Regions from separate parts of the Rattus norvegicus genome. Here region 2 is linked to region 1. The links are chromatin contacts, called in public Hi-C maps. All regions are on one chromosome and are shown on one strand. Each heading gives the region's core, a stretch centred on a gene start, on an enhancer-like site or on the middle of the called end of the contact. The rest is flanking DNA. Distances are from core to core; before and after follow the strand shown.

The links. A called contact is a pair of places that touch in the nucleus more often than the background predicts.
Region 2: a contact with region 1 is called in a Hi-C map of Schwann cells, with 4 times the contacts expected there. The contact joins two enhancer-like sites. A contact is called at or near these places in 4 of 12 Hi-C or Micro-C datasets (the A7r5 cell line, Schwann cells, liver and 1 more).

The regions. Positions count from the first base shown.
Region 1 is chr13:99,838,148-99,845,262 of GRCr8, reverse strand. No RefSeq gene overlaps it. Among named protein-coding and RNA genes, the nearest start is that of Slc30a10, 310 kb to the right of the region's middle. Within about 2 kb of position 5,267, at least 1 of the 93 cell types and tissues checked has an H3K27ac peak or open chromatin away from gene starts, as enhancers often do.
Region 2 is chr13:100,259,683-100,266,980 of GRCr8, reverse strand. It overlaps the pseudogene Rpl27a-ps6. Among named protein-coding and RNA genes, the nearest start is that of Lyplal1, 74 kb to the right of the region's middle. Within about 2 kb of position 3,275, at least 48 of the 93 cell types and tissues checked have an H3K27ac peak or open chromatin away from gene starts, as enhancers often do.

The DNA of each region.
Region 1 (7,115 bases), core at 4,018-6,517:
GCTTGTTTCCAATCTTTGTAAATCTACCATATCACTTGGCTCCCAGCATGAGACCCTTTCAACTACAGTGAGCCTGAAGGCCGATTTTCACTTGTGCATTTGATCCTGTCTTTGGATTATTCCCAGTCTCTCCATCCCCCAGGCTAGCAAAGAAAATTAACCCTTTCAGGGTTGGTCAGGTCTAGTTTGACACTCTTTAAAAACTTCAAGGCCCTAGTGAGGAGGGGTAATAAAGGGGAGAAGAAGCCAGGGTAGAAGGCAGAATGAAATAGGACCCATTGCAAAGGCAAGGACCCCAGGCAAGGCGGGGAGGCCAGTTCAGGATGCTGAGCACGCATTGGCCCACATTCCCTCGCTGCTCTTTATGAAGGCACATGGGATATGTGCCATTGTTAATACTGAAGTGAACATGATATTGAAAAGATTACATCACAGCCCTCAAGAGAGAATGGCCCTCCCCCCTTGAGTTCTTTCACCATATGTGCTCTCTACTTGTAGTTTTAAAACAAGCAACTTTTACACAAGAGGGAATAATCTTATTCAAGGATACACGAAACCTAATCTCTTACTCCTCAGATGCTGGGAAGGAGATTAGAGGGTGCAAAGCTGTTCCCATGGCTCTTCCTAGAAAGGAAGCTCTAAGGGAGCTGTTCTCAACCCGTGGGTGTGACCCTTTGGGTTCAAAATTACAGTTATGATTTTATGGTTGGGGGTCACCACACCATGAGGAACTGCAGCATTAGGAAGGTTGAGAACCACGGCTCTAAGGTGTCATGACTTCATCAGATGTCACAGTGGAGGGAAGTGACCATATCCCATGATGCTTCTGGGGGGTGGGAAGGGTTGTGGTTTCTTAGTATAGCAACAGAGAAAGGAGAGGCATGAGGAGGAATAGATTTTGAACAATGTAATGTTTGGAATGTGATTCAGACTCCTATAGCAGTTGTTATAGTTTCCCAGGTTCAGTGCCCACCCGATACATGGGAATGGTACCAATAGCATAATGGGGGTTCTATAACTTTCCAATGTGTACTGCTATTAACCATGAAGGACTATGATTGCGCCTCCTCCCTCCTTCTTTCCCCCTTCTCTGTCTTACACACACACACACACACACACACACACACACACACACACACACACACACACACACAAACCCCTAGAGTTTTGAGAGCTGAGCACTTAGCCTCCTGACAGATGAAACACAGGTGGGTCAATACCATTCGAAACAACCTGACATGAAACTGACTCCAAGGTTAGACCTGGTTATCCTCCTGTGAAGATAATCCTTTCAGCATCTGGGCAAGGGGAGATACAAGAGCTGACACAGGTGCCTAACCTACCCACCCATGTTTGCTTTGGTGACAGGACACCACCAAGGAACTGTTGTTTATGTGGGCTGTCAGGACAGTTACAGCTGAACTGACCCACTGTTCTAAAAAGGCAGAAACACTGAACTGCAAAAGAAACTGGGTAGGGAAATGCTGATGGAGGTAAAAAAGGAAAATGTGTCCTAGGTGGAACTTCCCACAGACTTCCAAACTATCTGTCAGTATGTGTAAGGTAGGAGCTCAGAAAAAAAGAAAGGAAAGGAAAGGAAAGGAAAGGAAAGGAAAGGAAAGGGGAGAGGAGAGGAGAGGAGAGGAGAGGAGAGGAGAGGAGAGGAGAGGAGAGGAGAGAAGAGAAGAGAAGAGAAGAGAAGAGAAGAGAAGAGAAGAGAAGAGAAGAGAAAGGAGTAACCAGAACTCCCAACCATGCTTAGCAGTAAAATTCAACCAATAAAAAGCATACTAATCTTTAGTATTTCAGTATACTCTAGTATACTGAATATTAGTATTTCAGTAAATTTGGTATACTTTAGTATAAAGTATAATCTTTAGATTTTCAAATCCAACTGTGAATATTTGGACATTTTGGAAGCAGCATTTGGCTGGGGATTCTCTTAGTATAGCTTTGTCCCCCACCCCTGTTAATCTTCAGAAGCAGGATAGAAGTTTGACCCTTGTCAGTCATGGTTTTTCCATGGTAATAACCAATGTGTACGTGGAAGGGGAGGGTGTGGAGAAAGCAAGGTCACAGTGGCGGGTTTTGTCTGGTGGCGTGAATGGCACATTTCTTCCTTGAGCCTCACTGCACTGCGACAGCTTTCAGTGAGGCACGAGCCAGCACTGAGACCAGTAGTGTGAGCCTCTCATCTAAACTGTGCTGACATCAGGGTAGATCTGACAGCATTGAGAAAACTGGTAGAAAACCAACATTTTTAGGATGGCAGATCCTTCTTTGGGTTCTGTAATTTTAGAGTGAATTGGAATGGGAAACCTGAAAAGGAAACAACAAAGACAGGGATGCAGAACAGAAACCACCACTCTGGTGTGTTGCAGGGTATCTTAGTTCGCAGTGATGTGTGAGGCCTCACCCTACACATTTAAAAAGAGAGAGCAGATTACAAGCCTTGCGGTTAAACCAAGCCAGCTGCATCTTTCCTGATACAAGTCCGAAATGTATCGAGAAAATATTTTGGATAAGGGAGCTAAAGCCACCCTGCTTCTCCATGTCATCCTGGCCACACATCCGTTCCATATTGAATTGCATGAGAAATTCTACCATGTGTTAGCCAAGGCTCCCTAGAGGATCAGAATCAGTGGGAGGGGATTTATTAGACTGGCTCAATGGTACACAATATGGTGCTGAAGGTCTCAGGTGTGTGTGGGGGAAGGGGGGGTCCTGAAGAACCACTAGTCTTAAATCCATGCTGGAAAGCAGAAGCAGCTGGATGCTGATGTCAAGGAAATGGTATTGCGGTAGCGGAGGCAGCAGCAGAATGGATACGCTCATTAGCAAGAGGTGAAGACAAGCAGGCACAAAGCAGTAGCTTTTTCTGTAGATGTCTGACATCTCAGACACCCGCTCTAGGGAAGGGTCTTAACCCCATCAGTTACCTCTTCTAGGAAGTACCCTTTACACACCCACCCAGAGATATGTCTCCTAGTTGGCTGCAGATCCAGTCAAGTTGGCAATCAAGATGAACTGGCACAAACCCCCCAACCCTGGGAAACACCAGCAACTGTAATATGGGGGTGGGGGGGTGGACCACCTGAAAAATATAAGGAAATCTTATCATGCAGCTCTGTTCTGATTCAAAAAGAAAAAGGGGCTTAGGCTCACAAATGCTTTGTTTAATTTCTTAATTTAGTCTCTTGTCCATTAAGAAAACTCAACCACAGGTTGCTAATAATAGAAAAACTCCATGTAATAAATCACCCCAAGATATTAAATATTATTTTACTCATCAGTGCCTAGCAGGAAATCTGACTTACAAGTATCTGAAGTCAGCTTTGCTCAAATGCACTTGTTCTTCACATGTATAGAGTGTTGTTTATTGTATATACCCCATAAGAATATGAAATATTTAACCTTACAAACTTCGTAGGGATTTGTCATTGTTTCTAGAATTTAGATCAGTTGCTTACAAGTAGTATATGTTTAAAATAAGTCATGAAGCATGTCCTGTTTTTAACCTTAGGCACTTTTATTTCACATATGCTACCCTAGTACACAGGCCATTCTAAATATGATTCCGCGATTCCTTAATGAGTCAAGTTTCATGAAATGCCCCCATTCCTTTACTCTCACTAGAGCAGTGATGGCTTCAAATTCAGAACCAAGGAGGTGAGGACGTCTTCCCTGCTGGCTGGTACCAGAGGCCACTGAGCCTGCTTCCCCATCCACATCCATCCATTCCATAAACCTCTGAGGTCCTTCCTACCTGCTCCCACACCAGTCAGTAAAGTGCTTACACTCCTGGGGGCTTTGTCCCTCCAGAGAAAGGTGCTTATGCTCAGAGAGTTTCCCATCCTGGTTACAGACCCATTGACTTATGATTTCTACATAAACCATAAGTCTACTTGCGCATTCTACAACACTGGGCTTGCCCGCCCACTCTCAGAGGCTGGAGTGGCTCCCATGGGCTGATCGTGCGTCTGCACATCTTTACACAGTGCGCCCATGCTATTAGCCATCCTGGCTGTCTGCTGATTCATTTGGGGCTTGTTGATGTTTGTGCTTGTCCGCAGTACTGAGGGTGAAACCAAATGCTTCCTGTATACTGGGAAAGCACGCTTCATCACTCACCCAGCAACACCCTAGCCCTCCATTTTGTTCTGTGTTATTTCTAATGGCCTGTACATCAAGAGACTCAGGGATTCTGCCTCACTTGCCACTGATCATCACAGCACCCAGCCTGAGAGGACAATTAACACATGTTGGAGGTTAGGCTAGAGAGATGGTTCAGTGGTTGAAAGTTCAAGCTGCTCGAAAGTACCTGAATTCAGATCCCAGCACCCGGGTCAGAGGGCTCCCAACTCTAGTCCCATACAGCTCTAATCCCATACACCTAACTCTAGTCCCATACAACTCTAGTCCCACACAACTCTAGTCCCACACAACTCTAGTTCCACACAACTCTAGTTCCTCTTCTGGTCTCTACCATTACCCCCACACATGTAATATATACATACACAAACATACACACGTACATGTAAATAAAATAAGTCATAAAAAATTAGGGATGGTGGGGAGTATAGCAAAGTGGGATTTAATTTTCCAAAAGCCTCAGGCCCCGCATTTACATAATTTAGCAAATTAAAAGTCTCAATCTTTCCAAACTCTTGTTCAAATTTCATTCGATACAAAGTACATCTGCTCAAATCCATGCTGGCTTGCAGTCACACTTAGCCCCAATCCGTGCCATGCCCCAAAGGAAGTGCACACAGCAGTGTTGAGGGGCAGGGTAAATTTGAAACAGTCCATTGCCCATTAACTGGTTTGTGGAGCAACAACAAAGCAAGAAACAAGGCACGATTCCGGAACTGGTACTCGAACGGGGACGTTCGAGTTTCTCCACCGTCTGTAAATTGCTCCAGCTGTTTTCATGGTTTACAAAATTGAGAGAGGCAAACTCTAGAGACAAATTAAAACCCTGGAGCTGCTCAGAGATGATTTTGCAGCGAAGATGCTTTGCTATGTGGCCAAGTCTACAGCTGCATGTAGAACTCTGTACCGGGCCCACTGTCACCGTTTACAGTCCGTGTCATCTACCCAATGGGATAAGGGCTGGTGCACATCGGAACACTGAGCAGTCCAGAAAACGGCCTGGTGTATAGCTGTGATCCACCAGGAGAGGACAAGGGCACACTATTTTATTATGAGAAAACTAATGGAAGGCCACTGGGAGATGCCCTGTGGTTCCAGGGCATGAACAGTGGGTGAGTAGTGCCATCTTTTGGCAGTGAGGTGCCCTGACATTCTCAAAGTAGAAAAGGGTTTTGACCTCCTGAGTGTGGGGCTCCAGGCAATTTAGTAACGTTTCTAAAGCTCTTTCCTGGGTATCCTTGGGTGGCATCTTGCTTGGAATGAGACTTCTTGGACTTCTTCACATCCTGCTCAATTCGTTATGGCCTAAATGGCTGATGTTAGCTACCATTTCTCTCTATTGCTCCCAGGGAAAACAGAGGAGCAGTTAGGAAACACTGGAAAACAAGAGTGCATGTGTAAACCACCATGTATTTAAGAATTGGTTGAGTTCGTACAGGAGAAACAAACAGAGTCTGTTTGATCTTGGGTAGTCCTTTGAGTCTAAAAGCCTTAACTTACCCCAAGCTATGACATCTTGGAGATTTATAGTACCTGGAGAAGCATGGAATTTTCCAGAGGAATAAATTAAACATGCATGTAACATGAACAGCATGCAGGTATTGGTGTGTGTTCCAGAGATTTCCCACCTTGAGAAAAATCTAAATATAACTGCATTGGTACCCAATTATCCTAGTAAAAGGGAAAGACTTTAGAGACTAAGAATGAACCAAAAGACAGGGGCTCAGAAGCCATGGAGGAGCTAGAAATGACACCTTCATTCCACTGAAGTGAAAAAGAGTTTCAAAGAACACAGTTGAGGAATCCTCTCTCCTCCCCTCAGAACATCCACGGTTAAGGGGGAGTCATTTAAAAAGTTTAGAGAACGTTTCCTGGAAGCTCTGGAGATCACGGTGACACCTGAAGGAAGCGGCAGGTGTGTAAGGTCTCATGGCTCCACAGATAGCAGAGGCCCAATTTGTCTGATCAGGCAGTGAAGTCCTAGCCCTACTGTGTGTCTCACACCATCTCATGCCTGGTGGGACAGCAAACAGCAACAGGGAGAAAACTGGAGAAAATCCAAGGACCAGACCAAACCAAATAGACAGGAGTGTTGGCATGGTATATGGGGCTTCCAGAAACAACAGGCTAAGGAGGACTGCTGTGGTGTTTGTCACGTATTCAGAAAACGTCTTTGTGATGGTGCTCACCTTTAATCCCAGGATTCAGGAGGCAGAGGCAAGCAGATCTCTGTGAGTTTGAGGTTAGCCTGGTCTGATCTATGTAGTGAATTCCAGGATAGCCAGGGCTGTGTAGAGTGACCCTCTAACAAGAAAGCAAAACAAAAGAGCAATAAACCAATCAATCAATAAATGAACAAGTGAACGAATGAATGAATAAAAAATAAATAAATAAGAGTAAAGAAAAAGAAACCATGTGTGTAGAGCTGGGAAATAACCCACCAATTGGTAAGATACCTGCCACACATTCTAATTCATTTGAGTTTGGCTCTGTTTTTAAAAAGTAGATATAACATCTTACTTTTTTATAACAGTTTTATATCTACAGAGAAAAAAATCACAAGGATAGTACAAAGTAGTTCCACATAAACCACACTCAATTTCTACTCTGAACAACACCTCTCATTAGTAAAGGCCTTTGACTCACGGTTACTAACGAAGGCCAACAGCTGTGTTGGATGTAGTTTTCAGTTCCCAGATCTATCAGAACTCACACTGCATTTAGCTGTCAAGTCTCCTTAGGCACCTCCTGACCGACAATCTCCCCTGTTTTCCTAGTGTTCTAATGATTGTGACAGTTCAGAGGAGGACTGGCCAAGTATTTTATAATCCGTCCTTCAATTTAAACCTGTCTGATGGTTTTCTCACAATTAGACTGAAATTATGGGTTTAGAGAAAGCAAGCCACAGAGGCAAAACGCCATTTTTATCTCATCACACCAAAGATAGCTACTGCCACTGTGAC
Region 2 (7,298 bases), core at 2,026-4,525, 420 kb before region 1:
TTAACACCACCCCCACATAGCTTAGTCCCAGCCCTCATATGACAGTACAAAGCCCAAGGTACAGTCACTGTGATTCATTCAAAACTGTGTGGTTCAATAGACTAACACTTTTTCAACTGATGGGAACAGCTCTGCTGTTTTATAAGTATTTATGACACGGAATAGACGTAGCAAAACAAGACACTAGGGAATCTTTACGGCCATTTTCTGTGTGAATGCTAATAATAACCAAATATATGCGTGAGAAAGAATTGTTTGTCTAAAGTTAAATCTGCTTTGGTAAAACCACAATAAAAAATACACACACAGGTAACAAAGCTCAATTGAACAGTTATGCAAATAATTTTGTCTCTCATACTAACTCCTTGCCTGGCCTTATAAAGTAATTGAGTCTAACACATGCCTAAAACACCTTTGCAGAATGAGCTGAAGACCGCAGTGTAGATGCTACTGGGGAAGAGAAGAACTGTGGGTCGTGCCACCAAACTCCTTAGGATGAAGGATGCTTTTGTCACTGATATAAGTCATTCAGATCGCTTGGTGCTGAGGCTGCTAAGGGTTGTGGGAAGTCACAGCTCCTTGGGGGATTTTCTGCTGCTGTGGCTGGCTCACGGGGAAGGTTTCACTAATGAGCTCTCTGTTTAAGAACTGAACTTAAACTTGGGTGGATACCGAGTGGGATAGGATCTTGAGGGACTTGGGAGAGGGGGAAAATAAGATCGAGTATATTTAAGTTTAAAAAATGTTGAAAAAAATAAAAATTGAAAAGGAAGGGCTGAGTACAGCAGTGTGCCCATGTCACATCGGTGATTTATCTCATTTGCTTGCTTTTGCATCGTGTGTGTGTGTGTGTGTGTGTGTGTGTGTGTGTGTGTGTGTGTGTCTATATGTGTATTTGTGTGTGTGTCCATGAGGGAGAGTCTTTAAAATAATTTGTAATTTACTTACATTTTGACTTTTAAAAGCAGAAAAGACTGGCCAGCTATCTGAGGTGAGCAGTATAAGATTCCATTTCTAAGACAGTGATAAAACGCCAGTATTGAATTCTTTAATGACATTTCAGAGTAATTTACACCAAAATTTGTTAGTTTAATTTTACTTCCTTAGAGGGAGTAATTATAAGACTAAATTAAAACACACACGAGCAAAAACTCCTGACAAACTGGGGTAGGGTTTCCAGGGAGAAACGCTATCTGAAGAAGACGACTTCCATATCCTCACATGTTATAATATTGCAAATATTATTAATGCTCAAGGTTTGCATCTGTATGAGGAAAAAATAAAGTCATGAGGAGAAATCACAGTTGTTATTATTCCTTGGCTTGTGTTTTAAACACACACACACACACACACACACACACACACACACACACACTCCCTTTCTGCATCTGGCTGTGTTTGATATAGAAGAACCAGTGTCGAGGGATTCTCTGGGACTAAAGTTATATACAGATGTTCAAATTATAAAACTGAAACATGGGAACAATTTTGTTCCTATCCTTAGAGACTGGTCCTGGCTCTCTACTTACAAACAAACTTACCAAATTCCTGATTTAAAAAAAAAAAATTGGTTGAATTTTCCACATGCATCATAACAACTGAGGAATTTTATTCTTGCATCAAACCTGCTGTCAAAAACAACCCTGGAGGGGGGGGACAATAAACAAAAAACAAAGCAAAACAAAACAAAACAAAACAAAAAAACCCAACCCTTGCCTTGTACCCTGTGTTTTGTTCAATGCGAGCTGCCTGAGGTCCCTGGGGCAAGCGTTCATTGTTTGACTGGACCACTTCAGACCACAGAGAAAAGAAGCTCTGTGACCAGGCAGAACTGGCTGACTAAGGGGCAGAGACATGAAGCTAGTCCAGAGGGAAGAGAGAGAGAGAGAGAGAGAGAGAGAGAGAGAGAGAGAGAGAGAGAGAGAGAGAGAGAGAGAGAGAGAGAACTATGTTGAAGTGATGTAAAAGCAAAGGAAAATGGGAGTTCGGCAGCCAACAGCCATTGGGAAGAAAGCAAAGTTCAGGACTGGAGTCGTCCAGATGGGTCTGCAGCTGCTCACAAAAACAGTAAGGTTTCCTGCCCTCTTTCTTGCCACCGCCATGCCATCTTGACTGAGGAAGAACTGGAAATTCCGAGGCTACGTGAGCCACGGCCAGGGTCACATGGGTAAGCACCGCAAACACCCAGGAGGGCCCGGGGATGCTGGAGGCATGCGTCACCACAGGATCAACTTTGACAAATATAACCCGGGTAGCTTCGGGAAAGTTGGGGTGAGGCATTACTGCTTGAAGAGGAACCAGAGCTTCTGCTTGGCTGTCAACCTGGATAAATCATGGACGTTGGTCAGCGAGCAGACACGGGATAATGCAACAAAAAACAAGACCGGGGCTGCTCCCATCATGGATGTTGTGCTATTGGGATGCTACAGAGTCCTGGGGGAGGGGAAGCTCCCTGAGCGACCTGTCATCGTGAAGGCCGAAGTCATCAGCAGAGGAGCTGAAGAGAAAAGGGTGCTGGAGGTGCCTGTGTCCTGGAGGCTTAAAGCCACTTCGGAGGTTAATTAAGTGCTAACATTAAAAAAAAAAAATAAGGTTTTTCTTCCTTCTCTCAGAGTGGGAACAGTGTCAAGACAAACGCACTTGAACAAGATTGTTGCCAGGGGCAAGCAGGATAGCTCAGTGGGTGAAGAGCTTGGCAGGCAAAACATGGGGACCGGAGTTCAGAACCCCAGCCGGTAAGAAGAAGTCAGGTACCGAGTCATTCACTGCACTGAGGAGCGGAGCTCCGTAGTTGCGTGGAGTCTTACAGACCATTTAGATGAATTGGTGAATTCCAGTGTCCGGCGAGGAGGGAATCACAAATCTGGGTGGAGGAGGTCTCGTGCCCTCCCGATGCAGAAATATGCTGCAATGTTATACAGATCAACATTCCCAAACTGTTCCTTTCTCTGCCTGCCCATGTGGTTCATCTGCCCTGTGCAATCTCAGAACAAAGACAAAAAAACCTCCCAGGCCGGTTGTAAAGGCTTCATTCACTGAGGCTGGCCCCAGGGCTAAATGGGTGAGTCCTGCCAGCCATCAAACCCAGCCTGTAAACATGTGCGGCAATTCTCTAAGCAAATTGGTTCCTTAATATGGTAAAATCTGAGCAGCCAAGGGGAAAAACTGGTGATCTCATAGCCCAAAAGATGACGGAGTCACAGCCCCGTATTCCTGAAAAGCACCCAGGCTTCCGTTCCTGATCTCTAAGGATGGAGCAAACAGGAGAATCGGTGGGGCTTGCTATTCAGCGCTCACTCTCAACCAACCCTTTCTCCTGTGAGGGAGAGAGAGCACAGTGGTTTAATTCACAACTTATAGGATTTTTTAAAAATACTAAACCATTCAAATGTTTTCTATATTAACCAGCGTATCTAGAGATCCGCAGGGATAAATAAACGCAGTGAGCTGGCAGGGGCCTTCGGTGGCATAATGACTGCCAGTTATACGCAGTAAACAAAACACAATACCCACTGCAAGCTCAGGAGATCGCCCGGTCACGCGGGGCATAAGTCATTAGCTGAATGACTCCAGCAGCAGTGGCTCCGAAGCAAAATTAAGCCGACGGTTCCCCCTGTGGCTATTATGAAGAATTGTAATGCTGGCATAAATAAAGAAATAACCAGAGAAGAAGGCTTTGTTGTGCCTTGGAAATGATTGAAAGCTAACGTCCAACAAATAACTGTGCAGCCCAGCTCTCACCTCTGGGAAACTCTGCGCAGGGGTGGGGGCTGGGAGAAGAGAATTCCCTACTCCTGTGGACACCGAGATCGGCCTGGCGCCTGCTCCCATGTGCTGTAGGTAGAGCACGGAGCCGCTGACATATTATCAATCTCAAAATGACAAATTTCTCTCAGCTATAAGACAGATACTATTCACTGATTCAGAAAGGAATGCTAAGCTGAACACAGGACAGAGAGAGGACAAACCTCCAGCCAGGCTCTCTCAAAGCTAGGTGGCCAACAACCTGGAAGGGAACAGTTTCCAATTTTGACTTTGGCCACAGGACCCAGCCATATTTTACTGAGAACCAACGTTCATTTAAAAAAAAAAATGAACCAGCTAGTCATTTGTTCCTCTTGGATAAGTGAACTTGGCTATGGGACACGATCACACAAAAAGACTCCCGGGATCATCGTGATCCCTGGCTGTGCTGGGTCAATATCTTGTATTTCTCACTCCAATTTCTTTATCTGTTTTACGAAGTCTTCAATACGGCTTTATCACAATCTCGGAAAAGGAGAGCTCTGGGCGCACTGCTGTGAGCACACAGTCTTATAAACACAGACACATTTGTATCTTTCCACAGTGCCGGGCTTTATTAAATAACAATCAGTTCCCGAGCTATGTTGGTTTTCTTGGCAACATTTGTCAAGTAATCCCCACGTCTCCAGAGAGCTGGCTGAAGAAATGGGTTTTCTTCTAAGCTCAGATCACACATTACAACAGGAATTATACAGTACACACATTCCATAGCAAATATATCTATACTGTGTAGACGTAAAGATTTGTTAGGTTACACATGGCTACCACAAGAATTCCACACTGGACAAATAACAGAGAGAACAGTTCAAATAGGCTGTGTCACCAGTGAAGGCAAACCAAGCTGAAGACCCTGGGATGCTGGGATGTTCCCTGCCTGTTTTCCGTTTAAAGCACACACCAGCAAGTCAGATGACAGGTCAACAGAGTCACCGCCGTCCATGGCAGTGTGATGTGTTCCAGGTGAGGAACTTCCCTCTTTCCTCAGGCTGGGTGCTTTCCTGATATGACTGAAATAAGTTCGTGTGCTATGTCATCTCAATGCACTTTAAGGTAGCACACTTTCTCCTTCCAGGATAAATCATTCCTCAGCCTGTGCCTCATGGGCAGACAGATGATGCCATCTGTACGTAAACTCCCTGCTCAACCGATGTGTACAACCATCCTCCATCTTCAATTTGGAGCCCAAAACTGTTGGTGAAAGGGGTCTCTTGGGGCAGGGCATAGACCACTGTCTTGCACAACTTGGGGTAACTGGAGCGGGGCAAAGCCTAATCTCAACACTAGTAAAGTGTCATCTTTAAAATGTCTCAATGGTAGATTTTTTTTCCAAGTGGCATCTTAACAATATCCACTGGTTTTAGGTTCCAACTACAGGCAGATTTATCTTCCACAGCGCACCATTTGGAAAGTTAGCTACCAGCTTCAGTCTCCCTAAGCAAACTGAGATTATGTCTGATTCGATTGGATAGAGATGCAGACTAGTTCTACAGATGGCTTTCACAGGACAGACACTCCAAAGACTTACATTCCCACGCCCATCCTTCCTTCCCTGCCTCTTTCTATCCTGAGGCTTCAGATGTCATTAACAGTCAGAGCTTGGCAGGTCTGGGTGTAGGTATGATAGCTTTGCCTCTCTGAGTATCTGTATTCTCCTTTGTTAATCTGTCATAAGAAAATGTAAAAGCAAGGTTCGTGACTTCTCGGTCCTTATAGGAATCAGGCTTTTGTTCATGAGTTATGTAACCTACGACCTCGAGTTTCCCTTTAGGGAGGGATGGGATCACTACACCAAGTGTGATTGCGGAACAGAAGTAAACATTTGAATGAAATGGTGAGTGACACATCCAACTTATGCTCAAAGACGGGTCAAGCCAGATTGTAGATAAAATTATGAATAAAACACTGTCCACCACTGCTCCCTGCTCGACTCCCCTAGCCTCTCCCCCTCCCCTTTGCTTTCATGGTTTCCCTTACTTCTTCAAGAGCCCTGGGGATAAATGAGCATCTCCCTCCATGTTCAGCTTTGATTGCTCTCATTGCCTGTGACACTTATGACCAGTTCAGGCTAAGGCCAACAGGACAAATAGGAATGATACCTATTTCAGGCAAGGAATGAGCCAATCCAGCTGCTCCAGAGAGATTGCCAGGGCTCTGCTCCACTGGGCCAAAGGATCTTCTACTCATTCATGCATGGTAGCTGCCAGGTTTGCTGAGGCATACCCATTATCTCAGTACTCAGGAGGGTAAGGAAAGAGGATGGAGAGTTCAAGGCCAATGTGTTACATTCGAAAATCTTGTACCAAACAAAATAAAACCCACAATCAAAACAATAGTTATAACAATAAATGATAATTACCAACAGGAAGTGCTTGAGGTCCTGGTACACTCTACATCACTACCAACAAACAAAAATGAATCTAGTAAGTGCACCCATAAAACGTTGACATCCTTCAAAGCAGATCATGCATCTAATAAGAGTTTAATATCAAAACAAATAAAGGCATTTTATGATATATTAATAAAAACACGCTAGCCCACTTCTAAATTAGCAAAGGATTTTATGGACTTTTCTTCAGAGAAGAAACACAAATGAGTACCAAATACATGAAAATACATGCAATATCATTAATCATTATGAAAATGTAAACCAGATGTGGTGGTGTAATCTCAGAACTCAGGAACTGGAGGCAGAAGAATAAGGAGTCCAGGCCAGCCTTGGCTAAATATTCAGTTGGAGGCCTGGATGTGCTTATGGAGACACTGATCCCATCCCCCACTAAATGGAAAAAAGAACCCACTATCGATCGCATCGGGTCACACTGACATATAATTGCAGTCAGAATGTAAGAAAGAAAAATGGCGAGCCGTAAAGAGAATGTGAGAGTTTCGGTGTCCATGCACTGATAGTCAGAATGCCAGTGTTACACCTCCTTTGAGGAATCATTCATTCCTTCTTTAAGAAGTGAACATAAAGTTTCCATACAACCTCAAAATTCTGGCTAGCTGTTGTAGCACATGGGTTTAGTCCCAGGACTCTGGAAGCAGAGTCAAGTAAGCTTTCAGGAGTTCAAGGCCAGCCAGGTCTAAATGGTAAGTTTGAGGCCATCCAGGGCTACACAGTATCTCATAAACAAAATAACCAACAAACAAATAAATAAAAAACCAGAAACAGCCAAGCAATTCCACTCCTAGGAACACCCACATGACAATGAAATGTATGTCAAGCAAAAGCTCTTGTGCAGATTTTGACAACAGCACTCTGCATCAGAGTCAGAAAAATGAAGCTACTCAAACGTCCATGAGTGGAATACTGAACATCTACCGGACAAACTAAATCCTTGCCAAAAAATTAAGTAGTGATCTGTCTACACTGAGGATGACTTCAAAAACACTGTGCTGAACAAAAGAAGCCATCCACAAAAGCTCAAATGATGCATGATTACAGTCACGGGCATTGTCTGGGAAAGACAGACAGCCTCAAAACAGTGGTCACC